5 separate regions of the Mus musculus genome follow, and all the other regions are linked to region 2. The links are chromatin contacts, called in public ChIA-PET and promoter capture Hi-C maps. All regions are on one chromosome and are shown on one strand. The core of a region is the stretch at or near the end of the contact, and the rest is flanking DNA. Distances in the headings are between cores, read along the strand shown.

Region 1 (2,700 bases), core at 75-2,574, 240 kb after region 2:
CAGAACACAGCAAGAGCAGAGACCTGACTTAGTCCGGGGGGTGGGGGGTGGGGCAGAGCTTCAGTAGCCATCGTCAGCCCAGGTGACCTCATAGTCAGGATACTTGGCTTTGATCTTCTCAGTTGAAACAGAGTGCTGGGCACGACCGTAACCCTAGAGAAAGGATGACCGCCAGTTTGCTAGTTTTTTGCTTTGGGAGCCCACCCAGAAGCCGCAGCAATAGCAGCCCTGGGGAAAGTTAGCAGATCCTACCATCCTAATCATACTGGGATCATGATGAGGACTGAAGAGCTCTTCAGGTGATGCCTGAGGGTCTAAGGTGGACTTTATGAAAAAGGATCAACATAGAACTGTGAATTTGACCCCAGTACTGGTGGCTCCAAGGGCCCCTAGAGAGTCAGGACACAGACCCATCAGGATCTGGAGCAAGTCGGGGATGTAGCCCAAGGTGTCATTTGGAAAACGTGGGGAAAGGAAAACCCATTCAGCCCTTAAGTAAGGGTTCTGTAGCTCCAACTTTCAGAGTCCCAAAGGTGGCCTGAATGGTGGTGTGAGGGGTGGGGTGGGGTGGGGTGGGGGTGGGGTCAGGCTCACAAAGGTGAGCTTTGCAGTCTGGCTGAGACCTGGGGACTGGAGCTCACCATAGAGTAGCCATACACGTGTATCTTCCTGTCCTGGCTCTGATGGGAGATGCGCCCGCCGCCTAGGCACTCACAGTCATAGCCATTCCTTTGCAGCTCGCCTGACACTTTGTCATAGATGTCCGCTGGGGTGGGGAGAGTGGCCTCAGGATATGCCCTAGCCGCCCTTGTTGGCCCCACACTGAACTCTAGGGCTGGATATGGGGTCAGAAGCTCCAGCTCTTGGTGGTCTTTTTCCCAGAGAAGATGAGCCCTTCCCCCGCTGGCAAAAAGATGAACGGGAGGAAGAAGACACTTTCGAAGTGAGAGACGGGATTAAGAAGATCCCAGTCATGGCACTCCTTTCTGCCCAAATCCCGACGTTTCTAGGTCAGCCTAGCTATGTGTTAGTACAAGTCATGATATATTAGCAGTCACTACTCCGCTACCAGCAACTGTAAGGCCCCGCCCCTAACCTTCGTCCCGCCTCCAAGGGCACAGAGGCCCCGCCCTCACCGTGGTACTCAGCCCATTTGTAGCCACGCACGATTTCCTTGCACTCCTTCGCCGGATCCCCAGAAGGCTCTGCTAAGTGGACTCGAATCAGCACATACTTGAAGACGCCATCCGAATCAATGTCTACATCAGGAATCTGACCGAGGTCCGCCGCCATGTTCCCCGAAGCGCTCGATCTCTGGGCCCCACAGCCCCTTACCAAACCCGACCCAGGCCTATGCGTAGGGAGGCGGGCCCTTTGGCAGCCACGGCCAATCCCGTGAGGGAATGCTTACCTAGCCCAGAGCCTCAGCCAGTTGTACCTCCAATCTGAGGCACGGACTGGCCAATTGCAACCCAGTTCTTTGCAGCTTTGGGATCGGGCTCATGAGTCCCAGTTAAAGGAGCCGAGGCATAGGTTAACCCGTGGTGCTGTAAATCAACCCGCTGCAGGGCAGCAAAAGGATGCAAGGACGCACTCCGGTTCCACTCCTGGGTCCTAAGGCTTCAATCCGTAAACCATAAATCCGAAGTCCTCTCTTCCCCAACACCTGTAAACCGGAGGATCTCTCTCCGGTCTCTCCAAATTCAAGTACTCCCCTGCATACTCCACTTCACACCCTCGGGCCTCCCCTTCCACAATACTCCGGTTGCGGGTTGTTAAGCTCCTACTCCCGGAAGCTTTGACGCAATGCTCCCCCCCCCCCCCCCCCCCCCGGCCACGACGACGACCACCACCACCACCACTACCGAGTTATTAGCAGCAGCTACATTCAAGTTCTATTTTACTTGGTTCGAAAGCACTTGCCCTTCTCGTCAGAGGCGTTCTTGCCAGTCTGCCGCAGGAGGGACTGTGGAGCCCCTGGGGAGGGCGGCAGGCGGCGGGGCAGCAAGTGTTGCAAGAGCGGCATCCGGGCATGTGCTAAGACAGGGGCCAAGGAGAGAGAGCTGGAGTGTCCCGGGGACATCCAGTCGAGGGTAGCTGGCGCGTGTGCACACCCTCGTGCATAGGTGTGTGTCCCAGGTTCTTGCAATTGAACTTTCAGAGCTCCTAAGGGCTTGGGGCTTCTTCTTCTCCCAAGATTCTTGGAGAATCTGGTCGCAAGCCCTCTCTGGGTCACACCCTCCACAAAGTCCTGGGCTCAGATCCAGGTACGGGGTCAGGCAAGGGGCTTAGGGAAGCCTAGACCTCTCCACAACACGTCAGGCTTTGGCTTCTCTCTCAGCTTGGAGTGCAGCCAGGGCACTTTTGCACACAGGATTGGATTCGGGGCAGGCCTCGGCACCGACTCCTTAACCGTACCCACACTTGGTGGCTCACTACTAAGCACCTTTCCTAGTCCAGTTCCTAATTAGGGACAGCCCTGTTCCTTACTCATTCCCAAGTCATTCCGTGGTAGGAGCTGCTCTCAGTAGGGTTGTCTGCTAATTCGTCAGCACACGCTTCCCACCTCTCCATCTTCTCTGGAAGGCAGATTTTTAAGGCCATCTTGTTGGGTAGGTGTTGGGAGCTCAAATCCTTACCCAGATCTTAACTCTGGTTGGGTCGCCGCCCACACTGCTTCCCCTGCTCAGGCTTCCATCT
Region 2 (2,723 bases), core at 11-2,510:
ATTTGTCCCACAGTGGCTTATCATTCTTGCCTGGCTTGAATTGGAAGATTTTCAGCTCCAGATTTTGTTTTGGTCTAACAAACTCTTCCTATTTCTTCCCTCAAAGGTTTATTTTTTTTTTTAACGTAGAGCTCTAACTAGCCCTTTGGTATGCCAACTGCCACCTCATGGTCATAAGCAGTAGCAGAACGTGGGAATGTGTAGACCTGGCTTGAGTTGGCGTGAATAGCCAACAAGAACTCCGCCTTCATTTTGGAAGATATGCAGACCTCAAAGTCATTGCACCATCTGCCATGGTTCCGAAAACCTACATTTGAGAGCACTATTGTAATAGCGATCTGTGAGGACTTAAAAGTAGGGAAGGGGCCGGGTGTGGTGGCGAACGCCTTTAACCCCAGCACTCGGGAGGCAGAGGCAGGCGGATTTCTGAGTTTGAGGCCAGCCTGGTCTACAGAGTGAGTTCCAGGACAGCCAGGGCTATACAGAGAAACCCTGTCTCGAACCTCCCCCAACCCCACAAAAAAAAAAAAAAAAAAATGTAGGGAAGGGGCGCGGGATCAGGTAGGTCTTCTGTAGGAGATTCAAACTAAATGATCGCAACGTAGGGAACTCTCCAAATGCTCAGAAATACCACAAGTAAGTTGGGAAGCAGCAGTTTCACCCACCGGACAGTGGGCAGTTTTGTCGTTTTGCATGTTTTCCTCGAGGGAACCACGCGCACGGAAAAGTGAGGTCGTTTTAAACCCGTTGCCGAGTACGTAGGTAGGGCTAGGAGCGGAATGGTCGCAGAAAGGGTCGCTCCCAGGCCGGAGCGACTAGAAAGGCCAGGCCGCGGCCTCAGGGCGCAGAGCCACCCCAGGACTCAGCCTCAGCAGGGCCGTCCCTTCCTCCGGTCAGGAGTTTTGCGTTTCACCTCCAGGCGCGCCAGGGTGATGCCCGCTCCCCGAGATCGAGCGCAGGACTCCGGCAAGGGTGATAGTCCACAACTCAAGCCAGACGTAACTGCAACAAAGAACACTTCTCCAAACCGTAGTCAGTCCGCCCCCAACAGGGAGTCTGCAGGACGCCTGCAATGGAGCGGATGCGCGCGATTCAGCGACGTAAGGACGCGATGAAATAACGTCAACGGCACAGGGGCGGGTATCGTGACGCCAGTGACCCGCCAGGAAATACCAGCACAAGGGTGTACGCAGGCGCGGTGCTTAGACTAGGGTTCTGAGCTTGCGCAACGACCGATAAGACGCGGCGCGTGCGCACTGGTGTTTAGGGCGATGGGCGGGGTGTGGATGCCTTCGTTATGGCAGCCCGCGGTCTTTCTCAGTCTTGGGCTTCCTGACGCCTCCAGCAAGCGAGGTCTTTTGGGCCGGCTTCGCAGTTATGTACCCACCGCCGGCGCCGCCGCCGGCGCCTCACCGGGACTTCATCTCGGTGACGCTGAGCCTGGGCGAGAGCTACGACAACAGCAAGAGCCGGCGGCGGCGCTCATGCTGGAGGGTGAGGCGGGGTCCGGGCTGGGGAAGCCTTACCGAGGGAAGTACCTAGCTGGAGCGTTCGTGTCTCTTCCAGCGTCCAGAAGTTTCTGTGCTGCGTCTGGTTCTCGCAGCTTGGGTTTCGGTGTGGTTGCTTCCCCTGCCTAATGTCAGGTGCCCTGGGGATCCTGAGCTGAGGGGGCAATGAGCACAGCCCGTATGGTCCGACGATGCCTGAGCCAAGTCATGGGGATTTCAGGAGTTTTTCTCCAGTGCACGTGCAGCTGGACACATGGTGTACAGATCTTGTGCCATGTATGGGATGGTGTGCTCTGTCACCTCTAGCACTGTTCTGTCAATGTAAACTTTGCTGAGAGGGAACTTACCTGCCCTCAAGTAAGGACAAGCCTTACATAAGGGTCTCTCTGAATTGCTCTTTTAACCGAATCTGTGACAAGTGTCATTTTCCCGGCTCTTTCTTAGAAATGGAAGCAGCTTTCGAGGCTACAGCGGAATGTGATTCTCTTCGTCTTGGGCTTTCTGATTCTCTGTGGATTCCTGTACTCTCTTCATACGGCTGACCAGTGGAAAGGTATGAAATACCAGTGGTGCTCGAGCAGAGGAGATGCAGGCTGAGGTCAGATACAGTATTGCAATCCAGATAAAACAGTACCACAAGGCATGTGGTGACAGATTGGCAATAAATACAGCAGAGGGGAAAATGTGGAGCCCAGTATGACCAACTGGTGTACAGGTGACCCTGTAGGTCTTTGGGCCAACAGTGCTGTCCCTCCCCTCCCCATCAGTCTATAGCAGCAGATCAGCACTAATCACATGTCCCTACCACGTGGTACAGTGTGTTTGCCTGGGACCAGTGGATATCCTGAGAGGATCCTAGGATTCCTTCTGGGCTGCTTTAAGGTTGGAAACCCAAACATTGCTTCAGATTGCTCAAGTCAAGCTGCCTGTTTGGGCACTATTAAATTGATATGTTGCGGGGCTGAGGGGGTTGTTGTATGTTGTGTTTAAGGACACACTCTGCCAAATGCTTGAAAAAGAATTCAGCCTGGAAAAGACTGTGGTCTTCACACTTGGGAAATAGAGGTAGGAGGATCAGGAGTTGAGGCTAGCTTGGGCTACATAAAACCCTGCTCAAGCTGGGAGGTGGTGGCGCTTTTAATCCCAGCACTTGGGAGGGAGAAGCAGGTGACTCTGAGTTTGAGGTCAGCCTGGTTTACAAAGCCAGGGCTCCAC
Region 3 (2,763 bases), core at 130-2,629, 230 kb after region 2:
GTGCCCTCAGAGGCCAGAAGAGGGAATCAATGCCGCTGGAGTTAGAGTTACATCCTGCTGTTCTCAGGTTCTCTGCAAGAGCAGCAAATGCTCTTAGCCACTATGCCTCTATAATCATTTTGTTTTCCTCCCCAAGCAGGGTTCCATGTAGTCCTGGAAGGTCTCAAACTTGCTTTGTAGCTAAAGATAACCTTGACCTTCTGATCCTCATATCTCCACCTGGCAAATACGGGTGTTGCAGAAGTAATTTACATTATTATTATTATTAATTTAATGTATATGAGTACACGGTAGCTGTCTTCAGACACATCAGAAGAAGGCATAGTATTCAAATACAGATGTCAAGAACCACTATGTGGTTGCTGGGACCTCAGGATCTCTGGAAGAGCAGTTCCTGGAGAGAGAGCATCTCTCCAGGCTCCTTTTTTTGGTGTGTGTGTATTTTTGTATTTATAGGGTGTTTTTGTTTGTTTTTTGAGACAGTTTCTCTATGTAGCCTTGGCTGTCCCGGAGCTCGTTTGGTAGACTAGGCTGACCTCGTACCCAAAGATTCTTCTGCCTCGGCCTTCCGAATGCTGGGATTAAAGACCACCACCTCGAGGCTGAGTTGCTTATTTTTAAAGTAATTTTGTTTCTATGTATTCCAAAGAAGCCATCAATGGTTCACATGTTTCTGGCCCCACAAAATTTGCCAGCTGCTGTTTCTCTCCCAGAGAGCACCTCCAAAGGAACTTCGAAGTACTGGTATAATGCCAAGCTACAAGCACAAGAGAACCTGGATTCTATCCTGGGATCTCCTAAGGCGTGGCCTGGAAGACAGGTGTATACCCACTGGTGTGGGGGACGCTGGCCCAGGTTCTCCAGAAGTAAGGTGGTGGAGACCGGCTGGGATCAGTAGGATCCCACTTGTACGGCACCTGTGCTAGCATGGCGTGTGTGTAGGTCTCCAGGGCCCCCTTCTCCGTGCCTCACTCCCCTCGCAGATACCTGTGTTCCCTCTCCGCCCCAGCTCTCTTCCGGGTCCCCACTCTTTTTACTAAGGTTCTTCTCTCTTCTGCACTTTTTTTCTCGGGATCCTCCACTCTCTTCTTCGGTCCTCCCGTCTGCTCTCCATGTCCTCTCCGCTCTTCTCTCCTTTAGGGTCCCTCACTCTCCGCTCCCTTCGATCCCCACACAATTCCCACCCCTGGCGCTCCGCCCTGCGCAGCCACAGGGACACGGGACTGGAACCGTGGCGGCGATCAGGCGTCGCCCTCCACGCGCCGCCCGCGGGCAGCCCCCGCGGGTCCCTAGACTAGCCGGGTGCGGATTGGCCGCAGAGCTCGGGAAGTGCGGGCTCCTGGAACCACCGACCAATGGGAACCAGGGGCGGGACCGAGGCGCTGGCGCCGGAAGCGGGGAGGCGACGAAGGGACGTCGCGTCGCCGCGCCGGGTCTCGAGCAGCTGCCAGAGCCGCCGGACGGATCGCTGCCCCCGCCGCGCCATGGCCGAGAGTGACTGGGACACCGTGACGGTGCTGCGCAAGAAGGGCCCCACGGCCGCACAGGCCAAGTCTAAGCAGGTGCTCAGCCAGCGGGGGGCGGCGGGAAGCTGCCGGGCCGCACGGCGCTCTGCGGTCGCTGGGCCGAGCCGGGGAATCCGGCAGTGGGTGGGGACCCGAACGGATCTTTCGAGGGTGGAGACCTTGGGGGACAACAGGTACTCCTTGGAGATGGAGTACGGGAAAAGACTGGGGTAGAGGGCAGCTGACCTGCGCGAGGCTGGGGCAAAGGTCGGAGCAGGGGGATGGGAATGTGGCCTGGGCTCTGGACTGGGACAGGCCTGGGTGAGGACCTGGATGGAGATGAAAACAGGATTGAGAACAGGTGCAAGTGTGGGTCAGAGAACCTGGCTGGTCACTAAATGTGGGGTGGGCAACGTGGGCATTAGGCGCAGGAAACTTGGGAACCAGGGTAGGGGCAGTCCTGCTGAAGGTTTTGCCCTTACCTGGTATCAGCCTGTGCTGGCATCACTGGTGGCTTCCTGCCCATGATGCCCACCCAGGCGATGTCAGCCTATAAAGAGGGCTGTGTGAGACATTGGTCTGATGTCCTCTCCATAGGTGAACTCTGTGTCCCTGAGCCCTGGATGCTGTGGTTCCCTAAGTGGTACTGACCAGAGCTGGAGTTATTTGCCATAGTTGAAGCCAAGTCCACAGTCCTCTTTTCAGGAGAACTTGGAATCATCCTTAAGTGTGTAGAAAGTCTGAGCATATTACACAGAGACGCTCACATGCCACTCCTCTGAAGCAGGATGTTAATACTCAGTTACTGTGGCCCAGGCATCATCGTTAGTGGTCCTACTTCCCAGGGAGACTACTGAGACTACTGTGGGGTGTGTCATTTCTCATTAGGAACCGTACTGGCCGAAGAAGCCAGGGCAGCATTCCACACCTTTCTGCTTTATAGCAGAGTTTGGAAGAAAACTAGCTCTGTTTCCAATAAAGAACCTGGTCGCCTGTACTGTGTGTGCGCATGCACGTGCTCTGATATTGATTTCTGGGTCTAGTGTATCTAGCACTAAGAAGGCTTGAATCAGCCTTCTGAGGGCTAGGATCACAGTCCTGTGCCACCATACCCAGCTCACACCTGTCTTAGTGTAAAAGTGAGTTGGTTCTTTTAGCAGTAGTTCAATGCATGTTATCTAGATATGTGTGTACAGTGTACCCCTGTTTCTTTGGGGACACATTCTGAGGCTGCTCAGTAGATGCCTGAAACTGAGTT
Region 4 (2,700 bases), core at 72-2,571, 170 kb after region 2:
GTGTGTCCCTGCCCCATCCAGTTCCCACCCCATCCCATGTGTAGCTGTTCATCAAGGGTGCCTACTGCCAAGAGTATGGGGATAGAAAAGGAATGAGAAGGGGTGTGTGTCCATCTGGGGACGCCCTGTCCATCAAGGTGGACCTGGAGGATGCAGAGCACAGGTCATGTGTGAAAAGCACAGGCCATGTATGATCACAGGACTAGTCCGCACCGTATAGTTTCACAGACAGCTTCCTTCCCTGTTCCAGGTACAGGATGGCAAAGCTCTGATAGTCAGTCTCAGCAACCACCATATGCACTGGTCCACGGGCCCGTGAGACTGCGGCAGAACCACAACAGCACATCAGTCCTTTCCCCTCTGCCTCCAGCCCAGAGCCCTCTCCCTTGATGCCCCTGCCTCACCTTGGAACAAGAAGCGGCCAGGGACCCCTGTGTTCTCAAAGAGTTGGCGTACCTGCCAACATATCCCATCTCTGGGGAGGGGAAGAAGGTATGTCATAAGAGGAGGCACCCAGACTCTAGGAACCCCAACCCAGGAGAGGCCATATGGGATAGCTATCTAGGCCACAGAAGAGCTAGAGATGAGGTTTAGAGTCAGGAGGGCAGAGTAAGATGGGCTCAGGGGCTGGGATGAAGTCCTGCTGGGACTCACAGCTTTCGGAAGGTGCTGACAGCCATAGCTGCACCCTGGGGAGCTGCGTGCAATGTGGTGGCCTCAGCTCGGTGTCCCTGCTCCTGAAGAAAGCGGCACGAAGAGCCCACAGCCACCAGGAGCCATGTCCCTGCAAACTGGAAGTTGACTATGAGTGCTCAGGACTGGGGAAATGGGGCACCCTGGACCAATCCCGCCAAGCTAGGCAGGTTCTTATTGCTCTTTTACCTACCCCCACTCACTCCCAGATTTTACCTTCTGAGCACTGAAATTGACCTGGGCCTGGATAGTGCTGATGGGGGAGGTAGACCCAATAGGCTTTCGAGTCCTTTGGCCCAGCGAACTGGCTGTCAAGAGCAGGGTGAAGAACAACACAGCCCCTGGAGACAGCATGGCCAACCTGCTACGGACAGTAGGTGACAGGACAGCGAGGTGGAGGGGTGCACTGTCCTAGGTCAGAGTCCACTGTCCAGTGCCACAGGAAGCACAGTCCAGGAAGTCCACATCTGTCTTCCGATTACTGAACCCCTAACCCAAGCCAGGGTCCATCCTAGAACCTAGCCTTGATAGGAGCTGGGCATTGTGTCCCAAGTGCAAAGTTAAGAGTTGACCTCTGCACCCCTATTTCCACTTGTGGTCAGTGCTCAACCCTATGCATGCAATAACTGTCTTTAACTCCACAACCAACAAGAACGTGCTCATAAAGTCACTTGTTCAAAGCCCAGCAGCAGAGAGAGCAGAGGCAGAGTCTCGAACCGGCCCAGCTGAGCCTGGCTCAATCCTCCGTCCTTTAGGGTAGCCAGGAGTGAGTACTGTTCTGTGAGTCAGAACGCTCGGAAAGTAAGAGTTTGCGCAGGCGCATAAGAAACGCTGGCTGCTAGTCGGAGCCTGAGGCGCAGGCGCAAGACGGGGAAGGGGGGGGGGGGGGAACGGTCCATCGATGCCTCGGGGCTCTCAGCGTCGAGCCTGGCGCCTCCATAAAGACGTGGAGGTGGAGACTAGAGCGGCGGCGGAAGCCGGGCGCAGCGCAGCGGGCAGAGGCACCGCGGTGAGTCCCGGCTTTGGCCCCGCCGTGCTCACTCACCTGTGTCATCTGCCCTGTCCCCAGTCACCAGCCTTGTGCCCCATTACTCCCAGTCCTGCATTCACCAGCCTTCTGCCACCTTCGGTGTCCCTTGTCCCCGATCGTGGCCTTCGTTTATTTTCTCGGGCCTGGTCCCGGTCATGGGCCTCGCTCTGCCTTGTCCTACTTTAACTGGCTTTTGTCACCTTCACGGGCTTTGTTCACTGTCACCATATTTTTTTCCTGCAATGTCTACACTTGTACAGCCTTTGGTGGCCTTATCTGGCCAGTGATGGCCTTGGCAGGTTGACGTCGTCCCAATCCACCCTCCGGTGTTCAGTGGGTGAATGAAGGAGCTGCTGCCCACTCTAGCTAAGCAGCAAAGCGTGGTCCCTGATGTCTCCTCTGACATTCAGAAACCCCAATCACTCTTAACCACCCTCCTGGCCAGGCTGTCTCCTGAGTCCAGAACGACATATGCCACTGGCTAGCAGGAACCCCTTCTCAGAAGAAAGTCAGCCTTGGCCTGAAGTCCTATAGCAGCAAGGTCAAAGACAGGGTGGGCTGCTAAACCTTGGACCTGCCAGTTTGAGCAGCCCAGACCTGTTTGCTTGTCTTGTGCTCACCTGCCTCCCTGTGCCCTGTAGCATTGGGGAAGGCATCAAAGGCCCCCACCTGGAAAGTGGGGCTGCCCCCCACTTCGCAGGTTCTACCTGGCCTAGTAGTACTCAGGGGCTTGCTGTCTGGTCCAGCAAGTCCTTTGGTGTCCTGGAGAATGTAAGGTGGTGCAACGTTACTGCCTGGGTCCTTCAAGAAGTGTTGGGTCTGTGGTGGGGCAGTGCTACTTGTACACACAAAGAGAGATGCACACATCCCTCCCCTCCCCCCGCACATGCTCAGTGCAGTGGAATTCTCCGGTGGGCAGTTGGTGGGGCTAGCTAGGACTGCCATGTCTGGAACCCCAGACTATCAGTCTCTCCCTG
Region 5 (2,700 bases), core at 84-2,583, 200 kb after region 2:
GTGGGTGAGTATGTGCTTTGTGTGTTCATGGCCCTGTGTTCCATGCCCTGCACTGGCTGCTTCAAATCCCAGCTAAACTCAGAACCTGAGAGTGACTTGAATATTCACTCAATACTCCAGGCTGGCAGGCCACCAAACCCCAGAGATGTTCCTGTCTCTGCTTCTCCAACTTTGAGATTACAGGCGTATGCTGCCGTACCTGACTTTTTTAGATGAGTCCTGGGGGAGACCAGGGAATGAATGCTTGTCCTCAGGTCCTGACCATAAAGGATTACAGAAGACACACTTGTAACAACACATTCAGGCAACAAAGACAAAGCTCAAACTCCCCTAGCAGACACAATCTAAATCTATCAGCATTTATTCAAGCAGAATTCAAATTTAACATTTTAAGAAAATATAGTTGTTAAAACTGAAATTTTGGGGGGTGGGGTGGATGGGTGTGGTTGAGAAAGGGTCTCACTATATAACTTTGCCTGGTCTGGAATTCACTATGTAGACTATAATGATGGGCTGGAGAGAGAGCTCAGTGGTTAGAAGCACTTGTTGCTCTTGCAGCAGACTCAGGTTCAACTCCCAGCTCCCACATGGTGGCTCACAGCCAACCTTAAGTCCAGTTCTAAGGGAGCCAGTGCCCTCTTCTAGTCCCTCTTTGGGCACCAGGTATGCAAGTGATGCACATATACATATACAGATAAAAGCCCATACACATAAAATAAATAAATGTGAAAAGCAAGTCCACGATGAGGCCATGCCGACTGGCACACCTGCCTTCCCAGTTTCAGCTGTTCCCTGGAATCTGTAGCCTGGCTGGCCTGGAACTCACTATGTGGGGACCAGGCTGGCCTGGAACTCACAGAGATCTGGCAGCCTTTGCTTTCCCTAGTGCAGTACCAGGCTTTGCCTTCAGGACAACAGACTTTAATACAGCTTTCAATTCATCTTCAGAATGAAAGACATTATCATAAAGGAAAACAGAGCCAAAGGCTAAGCAGGATTTTTTTCCCATCTTTCAAACATTTTAAATAATTCAAACCATAAAAAAAATGTTTTAGTTACAACCTTAGTTCCAGTGAAAGCTAAGAAATAAAGAGATTTGTGACAGGCAGAAGAGAGGATTATCTGTGGTGATGACTGCACAAAGAGGGTGTAATTTCTTCTCTGGCTTGTGACATTTGCCACCAGCGACAAGTTTTTATCAATAAAATCAGCTAAGGCTGAGCTGTGCCTGCCCTCCCATGTGACCAAACCCAACTCATCTCAGGGACTTTCCAGAGCTCTCAAAGGGTGCAGCCAGGGACTTTCCACTCTGCATGCCTACAAAGCCACATGGCACCAAGCCCATGGCCTGGCTGCAGTTCCTGGCCATCAGTCAGAGGCCCACACAGTCACTGACCTACAGTACCACAGGCCTGGAAGCAACAGAAATCTTGGGGGAATCTAAAGCCTACCACAGGCCTGGGAAGAATTATTCCACTTGCCCCAGGGGTCTCTCAAAACACCTTCAAGAGCAAACAGGTTCTATAGGCCACCATGCCCTACACCCACATTTTCCTGCATCCACCCAATACACCAAGCATGTCACTTCCCTAGGAGCCGTCTCTTTCACAGGCAGCACTAAGCATTTCATTTTAAGGATACAGTGTGGACTATGACTCTTGATCAGGTCCTGACACCATGCTTGAAAAAAATGAGTTTCTTGTTCACCCAAGTGAAGCCCAAACTGCTCAGCTAGAGACTGAAACCTAAAGTGTGACCAGTCAACAGGTCACGGGACATATAGCCAGACACAAGAGGCAGGCATAGGAAAGACAAGGCCTCACTAGCAGCCTGGGCCACCTCTGAACACATGGTCCTCCTGTCTCAGCCTTCTAAGAATAGGGATTATAGGTGTGCATCACCATGTCCAGCGGAATCAAAAACTTCTTTGAAGGTTGTTGACTAAAGCAACAAGAGGAATGAGAAACTTGGTAGACTGGAGGAGTGTCACTTAACCACGTGGCCTCTGTAATGCAGGTTTAACTCAAGATGCCTAAAGGTGACATACTAAAAAAAAAAAAAAAAAAAAAAAAAAAGCTCATGCTAATGTCCACACTACACTGGCCCCTTTCATAGACCACCTCTTCCTCTGGCCTTCTAGATGACTTTCTGTGACCAAAACAAATATACCCATTAGTTAAATAACTTCCAGAGTCAACACAATTCACAGCAAGAAAACTCTTGTGAGTGAGGCAGGGTAGTGCACATCTTTAATCCCAGAACTCAAGAGGCAGAGGCAAGTGGATCTCTGAATTCCAGGACAACAGGGCTATAGAAAGACTGACTCACACCGAGTGTGGTGATGCACGCCTTTAATCCCAGCACTCGGGAGGCAGAGGCAGGCGGATTTCTGAGTTCGAGGCCAGCCTGGTCTACAAAGTGAGCTCCAGGACAGCCAGAGCTATACAGAGAAACCCTGTCTCGAAAAACAAAACAAAAAACAAAAACAAAAAAAAAAAAGACTGACTCAAAAGAAATAGAAAACAAATAACAATAGAGAAATCCCTGGTGGGTATGATATACACCACAGACTCCCACTGAGCTTAAAAGCTGCAGCTTCCTGCAAACAATGAAAACTTTGCAGCCAAAGCAACACAAAGGTGTTACCAAGGCCAGCCTGGCGCTAGCTTCTTATGTAAGGCACTCCCGTCCTACTGTACC

The links. ChIA-PET counts read pairs in DNA pulled down with a chosen protein or histone mark. Capture Hi-C pulls out chosen DNA fragments and counts their contacts.
Region 1: a contact with region 2 is called in a promoter capture Hi-C map of adipose tissue. The contact joins the promoter of Phpt1 here to the promoter of Man1b1 in region 2. A contact is called at or near these places in 6 of 39 promoter capture datasets (the 3T3-L1 cell line, the HPC-7 cell line, embryonic stem cells and 3 more), 2 of 484 Hi-C or Micro-C datasets (CD4 T cells and muscle stem cells), 4 of 115 datasets of contacts at active chromatin or transcription factors (effector CD8 T cells, embryonic stem cells and pro-B cells) and 3 of 9 other capture datasets (adipose tissue, liver and pancreatic islet).
Region 3: a promoter capture Hi-C map of adipose tissue shows a contact between it and region 2. The contact joins the promoter of Edf1 here to the promoter of Man1b1 in region 2. A contact is called at or near these places in 12 of 39 promoter capture datasets (the HPC-7 cell line, the SN4741 cell line, cranial neural crest and 9 more), 1 of 484 Hi-C or Micro-C datasets (CD4 T cells), 8 of 115 datasets of contacts at active chromatin or transcription factors (the 230-238 cell line, the SCID.adh cell line, bone marrow-derived macrophages and 4 more) and 3 of 9 other capture datasets (adipose tissue, liver and pancreatic islet).
Region 4: a promoter capture Hi-C map of pancreatic islet shows a contact between it and region 2. The contact joins the promoter of C8g here to the promoter of Man1b1 in region 2. A contact is called at or near these places in 14 of 39 promoter capture datasets (the 3T3-L1 cell line, 3T3-L1-derived adipocytes, the C10 cell line and 11 more), 1 of 15 datasets of contacts at CTCF or cohesin (large pre-B cells), 1 of 484 Hi-C or Micro-C datasets (erythroblasts), 5 of 115 datasets of contacts at active chromatin or transcription factors (the SCID.adh cell line, effector CD8 T cells, embryonic stem cells and 2 more) and 4 of 9 other capture datasets (adipose tissue, liver, macrophages and 1 more).
Region 5: a contact with region 2 is called in an RNA polymerase II ChIA-PET map of effector CD8 T cells, with 14 read pairs. The contact joins the enhancer-like site here to the promoter of Man1b1 in region 2. A contact is called at or near these places in 14 of 39 promoter capture datasets (3T3-L1-derived adipocytes, the C10 cell line, the HPC-7 cell line and 10 more), 1 of 484 Hi-C or Micro-C datasets (olfactory sensory neurons), 5 of 115 datasets of contacts at active chromatin or transcription factors (the 230-238 cell line, the SCID.adh cell line, bone marrow-derived macrophages and 2 more) and 3 of 9 other capture datasets (adipose tissue, liver and pancreatic islet).

Annotation. Positions count from the first base shown.
Region 1 is chr2:25,573,547-25,576,246 of GRCm38.p6, forward strand. Phpt1 (phosphohistidine phosphatase 1) reads right to left here and starts at 1,325. Exons shown (of 3, transcript NM_029293.2): 1 at 1,137-1,325; 2 at 642-766; 3 at 1-153. The coding sequence starts at 1,293. The coding sequence ends at 61. Ajm1 (apical junction component 1) reads right to left here. Exons shown (of 1, transcript NM_001005424.2): 1 at 1,870-2,700.
Region 2 is chr2:25,331,483-25,334,205 of GRCm38.p6, forward strand. It overlaps Man1b1 (mannosidase, alpha, class 1B, member 1), which reads left to right and starts at 1,261. Exons shown (of 13, transcript NM_001029983.2): 1 at 1,261-1,494; 2 at 1,953-2,061. The coding sequence starts at 1,378. It overlaps AA543186 (expressed sequence AA543186), which reads right to left and starts at 1,089. Exons shown (of 2, transcript NR_027448.1): 1 at 666-1,089.
Region 3 is chr2:25,556,468-25,559,230 of GRCm38.p6, forward strand. Edf1 (endothelial differentiation-related factor 1) reads left to right here and starts at 1,380. Exons shown (of 5, transcript NM_021519.2): 1 at 1,380-1,562. The coding sequence starts at 1,485. It overlaps Gm35476 (a long non-coding RNA gene), which reads right to left and starts at 1,061. Exons shown (of 4, transcript XR_866044.3): 1 at 988-1,061.
Region 4 is chr2:25,499,185-25,501,884 of GRCm38.p6, forward strand. It overlaps C8g (complement component 8, gamma polypeptide), which reads right to left and starts at 1,322. Exons shown (of 7, transcript NM_027062.2): 1 at 910-1,322; 2 at 655-791; 3 at 405-475; 4 at 214-321. The coding sequence starts at 1,047. It overlaps Fbxw5 (F-box and WD-40 domain protein 5), which reads left to right and starts at 1,566. Exons shown (of 9, transcript NM_013908.5): 1 at 1,566-1,702.
Region 5 is chr2:25,533,073-25,535,772 of GRCm38.p6, forward strand. The region is part of intron 4 of Traf2 (TNF receptor-associated factor 2); the gene reads right to left. Among named protein-coding and RNA genes, the nearest start is that of Traf2, 13 kb to the right of the region's middle. Within about 2 kb of position 1,334, at least 187 of the 459 cell types and tissues checked have an H3K27ac peak or open chromatin away from gene starts, as enhancers often do. A contact at or near this core is called in 3T3-L1-derived adipocytes, the SCID.adh cell line, the SN4741 cell line and 6 more, where this site is marked.